Linked DNA regions of Mus musculus: region 1 is linked to region 2. A link is a contact called in public promoter capture Hi-C data. All regions are on one chromosome and are shown on one strand. The core of a region is the stretch at or near the end of the contact, and the rest is flanking DNA. Distances in the headings are between cores, read along the strand shown. Region 1 holds the start of Ackr4 (atypical chemokine receptor 4). Region 2 holds the start of Dnajc13 (DnaJ heat shock protein family (Hsp40) member C13).

The links. Promoter capture Hi-C pulls out the DNA fragments that hold promoters and counts their contacts.
Region 1: a promoter capture Hi-C map of the HPC-7 cell line shows a contact between it and region 2. The contact joins the promoter of Ackr4 here to the promoter of Dnajc13 in region 2. A contact is called at or near these places in 2 of 39 promoter capture datasets (the HPC-7 cell line and embryonic stem cells).

The regions. Positions count from the first base shown.
Region 1 is chr9:104,125,308-104,128,412 of GRCm38.p6, forward strand. It overlaps Ackr4 (atypical chemokine receptor 4), which reads right to left and starts at 1,336. Exons shown (of 3, transcript NM_145700.2): 1 at 1,112-1,336. It overlaps Acad11 (acyl-Coenzyme A dehydrogenase family, member 11), which reads left to right. Exons shown (of 20, transcript NM_175324.4): 20 at 1,275-2,349. The coding sequence ends at 1,389.
Region 2 is chr9:104,261,450-104,264,287 of GRCm38.p6, forward strand. It overlaps Dnajc13 (DnaJ heat shock protein family (Hsp40) member C13), which reads right to left and starts at 1,481. Exons shown (of 56, transcript NM_001163026.1): 1 at 1,250-1,481.

The DNA.
Region 1 (3,105 bases), core at 86-2,585, 140 kb before region 2:
AATATTTATATAGCCCAGGCTAGCCTCAAACTCACCTTGCTATGTAGCACAGGAAGACCTTGGACTTCTGATGTCCCTCTTGTCCCTAACTCTTAAATCCTGGGCTTGCAGGCATGTGCTATCTTGCCTGGCTTTTATATGCAGTGCTGGAATCAAATTCAGGGCCCCTGTATGCTAGATTGTCACTGTGCCAAAAGAGCTACCCTCAGCCAACTGAAGTGCTTTCTTTTACTTGTCATTTGTAAGGCTGGCCTGATGGTCAGAGTCCCCGGGCTTTTCTTGCCTTGGAAAGCCATTCTCCTTCGTTTCTAAAGGCTGGCTCTGCTGGGCGTTATAATAGTCTTGTATCACAGTTACCTCCTTTTAGGACTTAGAATGCATTCCTTCCTGGCCTATGGGTTTTCTGCTGAGAGCTAAGCTGTTAGTCTAGAAAGGTCACCCCTGCATGTGGCTGTCATTTTCCTCTTGCAGATGCTGCAACTCCTACTTTGCCTTTGTACCTTTGACAGTTTAAGTATATTATGCCATGGTGAAGGTCTTTTCTGATCATGTCTATTTGATGTCCTATTTGTCTTTATTATTTCATTAAATGAATTTTATATCCTCTGAACTTTTTTCCTTGCCTCCGAGTATCCTAAAATGCATTCAGTGTCCCCAGGGCCCCAAATGTACTCTTCCTTTGTGTGCCTGTGTTTCTGTGGAGCAATGCAAAAGGGAGTTGAGAGGAACTTTCTGTCCTTGGGTTCAGTTCCCTCCCAGGCACCAGAGACCCTGACTGGTCAGCATATGCCCATGCCTGGTCCCTCTGCGCCGCTGAGGCCGGGAGCACCAGTCGCAGCAGCCTTCCCTGAGGAAGTCCTTCCACCCAGTGGGGATTACTGCCTAGTCTAAGGCCTTCTGCTCTCACTGTTGGGGTGCCCCCACACAAAGAAAGCCACACCCACTTCTGGCTTTACTTCTGAACTGCCACAATGTCCCCACTCTTGCATGGCCCATAGAAACAGTGGATCTCTCTGATTCTACCACCAAAGTTCTTAGTCACAGGAAAGAATCTCCGCGCCCCCCCCCCCACCATAGTGTCAGCTACCAACCTGACATAGTCCCGAGTTACCTTCGCCTCTGGGTAGCCATCTTGAATCTCCCTGAGCTGAGATCTTTAAAATGGCAGCTTCAGAAGCCTTTGGCCTTTCTCTTCATGTTCCTTTTCCTTGGTTTGGAGTGAGCATGACATGACGGTGTTGTGCTCTCTGATAACTCTGACCCCATTCTCTCAGGTACGCCATCATACGCACCCTGCGCTTGGCAGACGGCCCTGACGAAGTCCACCTCTCAGCGATCGCCAAGATGGAGCTTCAGGACCAAGCCAGACGGTTGACAGCCAGGATGTGATGGAGCAACCCGGGGCACACTCTTGACCAGCTCAAAACTTACATCTCACATCTCTTGAGTAGTTTGAGCACAAGGCTAATTATTCACCCATGGTAAAGATTTTAGCATCTATTTCGATCACTGGGTTTTATAATGTTAAGTAAGGATCACACAGACGTGAGGTAAATAGGAAACCCCATAACTGCCATTGAGTCTGGTGTCTAATGGGTTAGCATTCACTTTATACACATGACCTGTGATGAGGTCACACTGAGAATGGTAGAGCTATTTCTGGAATTCAGCCAAGTGAATAGACACCCCAGGCCTAAATAACCTTGTTCTGAAATACTTGCAGCTGTACCCCTTTTAGCAGTGTTTTGGAGCTTAATTTAGCACCTCAGAGAAAGCAATAGCTTGAAGATTTCGGAGTTCCCAATAAGCCTCTTTCTAACCCAACAGGAAGTAGTTCTGGTGAAATCTCATGCAGGTGAAAGCTCACAAGGAAGTGTAGCCTGTTAGGAGAACAGGCGATCAAGGCCACTTAGGTTACATAGAAAAAGCTGAGGAGATCCGTAACTAATCGGTGCTATGTCAGAGCTCCACAGCTCCCTGGGAGCTGGTCTGATCAGGCGAGACATGTTCTGACAGCTCTGCAGTGCCACTGTGGGTCACCACAGCCCTCTGCATCGAAATGTCACCGGCACAGCAGAGGACAGCCGTTAGCTACAGTTGGAAAGGTTTGAGTTGGTGGTCTGCTTTATCAAGTAAGGATGTTTTGAAATCTCGTCACAAAGAGAAATATTTTAAATCAAAATTTGGCATCCAAATAAACACAGTAAGTGTTTACATACTGGATTTTGAAAACTTAACTGAAAATAATATAAAATATCTACTAGATAATACCTTTACATATTGAGCCTACATCGAATTATATTTTGGAAATACTGTATTGAATAAAATATACCCCAGTCTTCTCTGTTTCTTATTGTCATTTTATGGTGTGAATACCATTGGAAAAATAGCTAGGAAATTTAAAAAATTTTTCAAACCAAATTATTTTCAGTCCTAAAAGTCTTTAACTTTTTCATCAGAAAGTGTGCTCATGGTGTTCGATGGTGTGTGGCCAGAGATCCTGTTTCTTCTTGGGGGCTGTGGAGGGAAAGCCAGGATCTACCACAGGCCTGGACTCAGAGCTGTGTCATGTGGACCTTTCAGCTTGTGCCTCTGGGCCCTCACCTCCCTCTATCTCATTTCCTTTTGATACAGAAAGGCCACCTTTTTAATCTTGGGGGGCTTTTCTGATAGGAGCTGCCATTTAGGAGCAACTTGAAATCTGGGAAACACAGTGAACTGCTTTATACCGTCTGCTTGTTTGAAGTGTCTTAGAACCAAGCATACCTCATTAGTAGTTCTTTAAAGTTTTGGTTTAGAAGCTGTCTGGGGGATTGTCTGGACACCTGGCCTTGAACTCCCAATCTCTCTGCCTCTGCTGCTTAGGAATGTGAGCGTACACCACTGTCTGACCCCCCCCCTCCCCCAGTTCTCCTGTGGCTTTTGTGTTTTTCAGCAATCTGAATTAGGTTCATATATTTAAAATCCTGCATGTACTTTCTCTGTTGCCAAGGAAACCTGGCTGCTTTGGCTGCAATTCATTTCAGTTCACTGATTCTCTTCTTGTCCCTGTCTCTCAGGCAGGGCACTCTTTTTGTCCCACAGCTCTTTCCTTACCTTTAATTT
Region 2 (2,838 bases), core at 231-2,730:
GTATGATTTACACTACTACTACTGCATTAGAAAAGAATATCCATAGTTTCTCGGGGGAATACGAATGCTGGTATTGGCCCAGGACTCAAGCTAGCTTTAAGGTCTTTACATCCCTGTTTCTTAACTCTGGCTCCTCTTTTTCTCCTTTAATTTGTTTGTACTTCCTGTTTCCAAACAAATGTGAACTCAGTGTTTTCTCAACTAGGACTGGCGGTCCCGTCCCTGAACGTAATGTGGTATTAACAGCCAGAGCCACCATTTGCGATATTGCAACTTAAACATTGGTTTATACTATATATGAAAATTAAAGGGGCTTTTATGCTGTAAGCTAAATTAAGTTAAACAATGAGGCACTAGAAACAACAACAACAAAAAAAAAAACTAAACTATAGAATAAACGGGAAAAGCAGATCGTGGAAGTAAAAAATCACTACTTTGGGAGTTCATCTCTGTGTTAGGGGGCGATTTTTATTTACATCATCCTTCCACCAAGTGATTAGGGAAACGGTTTCAAGGTAAGAGTGGCTAATTTAGCATCTTACAATAGGGGTTTTTTGGGGGGCGGGGGCACGCAGGTGTACTCTCAACACCCACTTCATTGGGCGTCCAAAGTGCTGCTTCACCTACACCAAAAGCCGCGTTCAGAGGTGAAATCACAGCCCAGCACGGGCAACAGTGAACAGGCCAGGCTACTTTACAAGAAGGAAAAGCCTTGGGGGGAAAACTTGGTGTTTGATAAAGGACTTGAGGAAGAGAACAGCAGCTGCCCCTCCTTTCCCATCAAATCGAAACAAAACTGAGACGAGGAAAAAAGAAAGAAAAAAAAAAAAAAATCGAGTCTACGCGGGACCCCAGAGGAAGGAAGCAGGACCGCTAACCTAAGAAAACCGGAGGCGCCGGCATCCAGGAGGGAATCCCGAGGGCGGAGCCCACAGGGGAAGGAGGTGTGGAGTTGAGTCGGGGAGAGTTGCCGAGAGAAGTGGGGGACAGGGATAGTGATGGGAGAAAAGACGGCCAGGCAGAGAGAGGGGTGGGGCTGCCGGGCAGTGCCCCGGGCAAATGTCACTCAGAGCCGGGGGAGGGGAGGGTCCGAGCGCAGGGATCCCTGGACGGAGGATCGCGGCTTCAGCAGGTTCGAGCCACACACAGCAGCTTAACGCCGCCCGCTCTGGGGTCCCTGCCCGGAGCCCCCGGGTCCCCGAAGGTGGGAAGCGGCATCGCAGAAACCCAGAGCCGGAGGCGGCTTTACCTTCGCAGGAGGCTGGAGGCGCTCCAGCCCGAGCTCCGCCCGCCGCCGGCTCCACGTCTTGAGTAGGATGGAGGCGCCGCCGGCCCCGTCCCCTCTCGCTTTCCTTTTCCCCGCCGGGGCCTGTCGCCGCGGGTTCCTGCGCCGCGGCCCCCACCCCTCCGCTCCTCCCTCTGCCTCTCAGAGGCTCGCCCTGGACGCCGCCATCTTCCACCAGGCTTGCGAGCGCTGAACCCTAACGCGCGTGCGTGGCCGCCGCCCCGGCCGTCACGAGACCCTGTCAGCTGACCTCGGCGCTTCCGCCTCGCGCCCCGCCCTCGGGAGCACTGTGCTCCCTCCCTCGGTGGCCCATTCGCCGTCTTCCGGGAAGCGCCGCGTGCGCGCCGCCCGCCGTTCCGCCTCTCGGGAAGTACGCGTGCGCTTAGCGAAAGAGAGCCTTGGCCCAAGCAGAAGGCGAGGCGCCACGCCCCCTGGAGCGGTCCGAGAGGCCACGCCCCCTGAATCCCTGGAGACACGCCTCTCAGCCAGACGCTGGCATTGGCTACTGTAACTCTGCAAAGGAGCAGCTCTGTTACCTAGCCCTAGTCTTCAGTGTCCTGGCGCATCCACGAAGCCGTCGAAAGCCTCAGTGCGCATCTCTGGTTTAGCTGCATCGTGGGCATAACTTTTACTCGCTACTGACACACCCTGAACGCGGATTTAAGTTTTGAGTGTTCAGGGAGATAATGGAGACCGAAGCCTCAGAGGTCAAAGGCCTTTGCGGGTGAAGTGTTGGGACAGTTAACACTGCTGCCTTCCTGGACCTCTGATCCCAGAGCCAGGATTTAATTGGCCAACTACTTAAGGTCAATTAACTTGCAGCCGTCTGAGATAGGGATTATCCTCTATTTTCAGATAATAAATTGATGTGTAGTTCCACAGTAGTAGACTTAGTATTTGAGCTCAAGTAAGTTGACTCAAGAACTGCTCTCTGGATAGGAACTCACTGAAACTATATGAAGAGGGGAACTCAGGAGAGTGACAGTATCAGAATGAAACAAAGTTACAGATGACAATTGTGTCAGAGCTCTGAGCAACAGACGGTGTCTCATCTAAGATGTGAGAGGGGCAGACTACCCTCTAAAACGTGATTCTGTGGGGGGAAAAAAACTTGTATGGACACACAGTTCTAGGTTTAAATGCTCTGGTGAGCCTAATATTATTATTGTGTAGCAACCCTGGAACTGGAATTTCTCAGGGACCCCGTCTGTGGTTGAATCGTTTCATAGATGGAGGTTTTGGGATGAAAAACATGTAAAATGGTTTCTACAGACTTGACTTTTTGGCCGACTGACCCATTTGTGTTACTGGAGACGACTAGATTTTTCCTTAGGAAGGCTTTCCCACACTGTCCCAGTGAAATAAAAGTGCCTGTGAGCAGCCAGAAATGGCTTGCTTGGAAAGATGAGACCTGAAGTAGAGTGGAAAGGGGAAAAAACAACAATGAAAAACAAAACAAGATGCCCTTGGCCTATCCCAGGGTAATAAAAGCATGTGCTTACGTGGCTTTGTATATGTTACAGACCCTTAGAGTATTGCCAGAACTAGGTGTG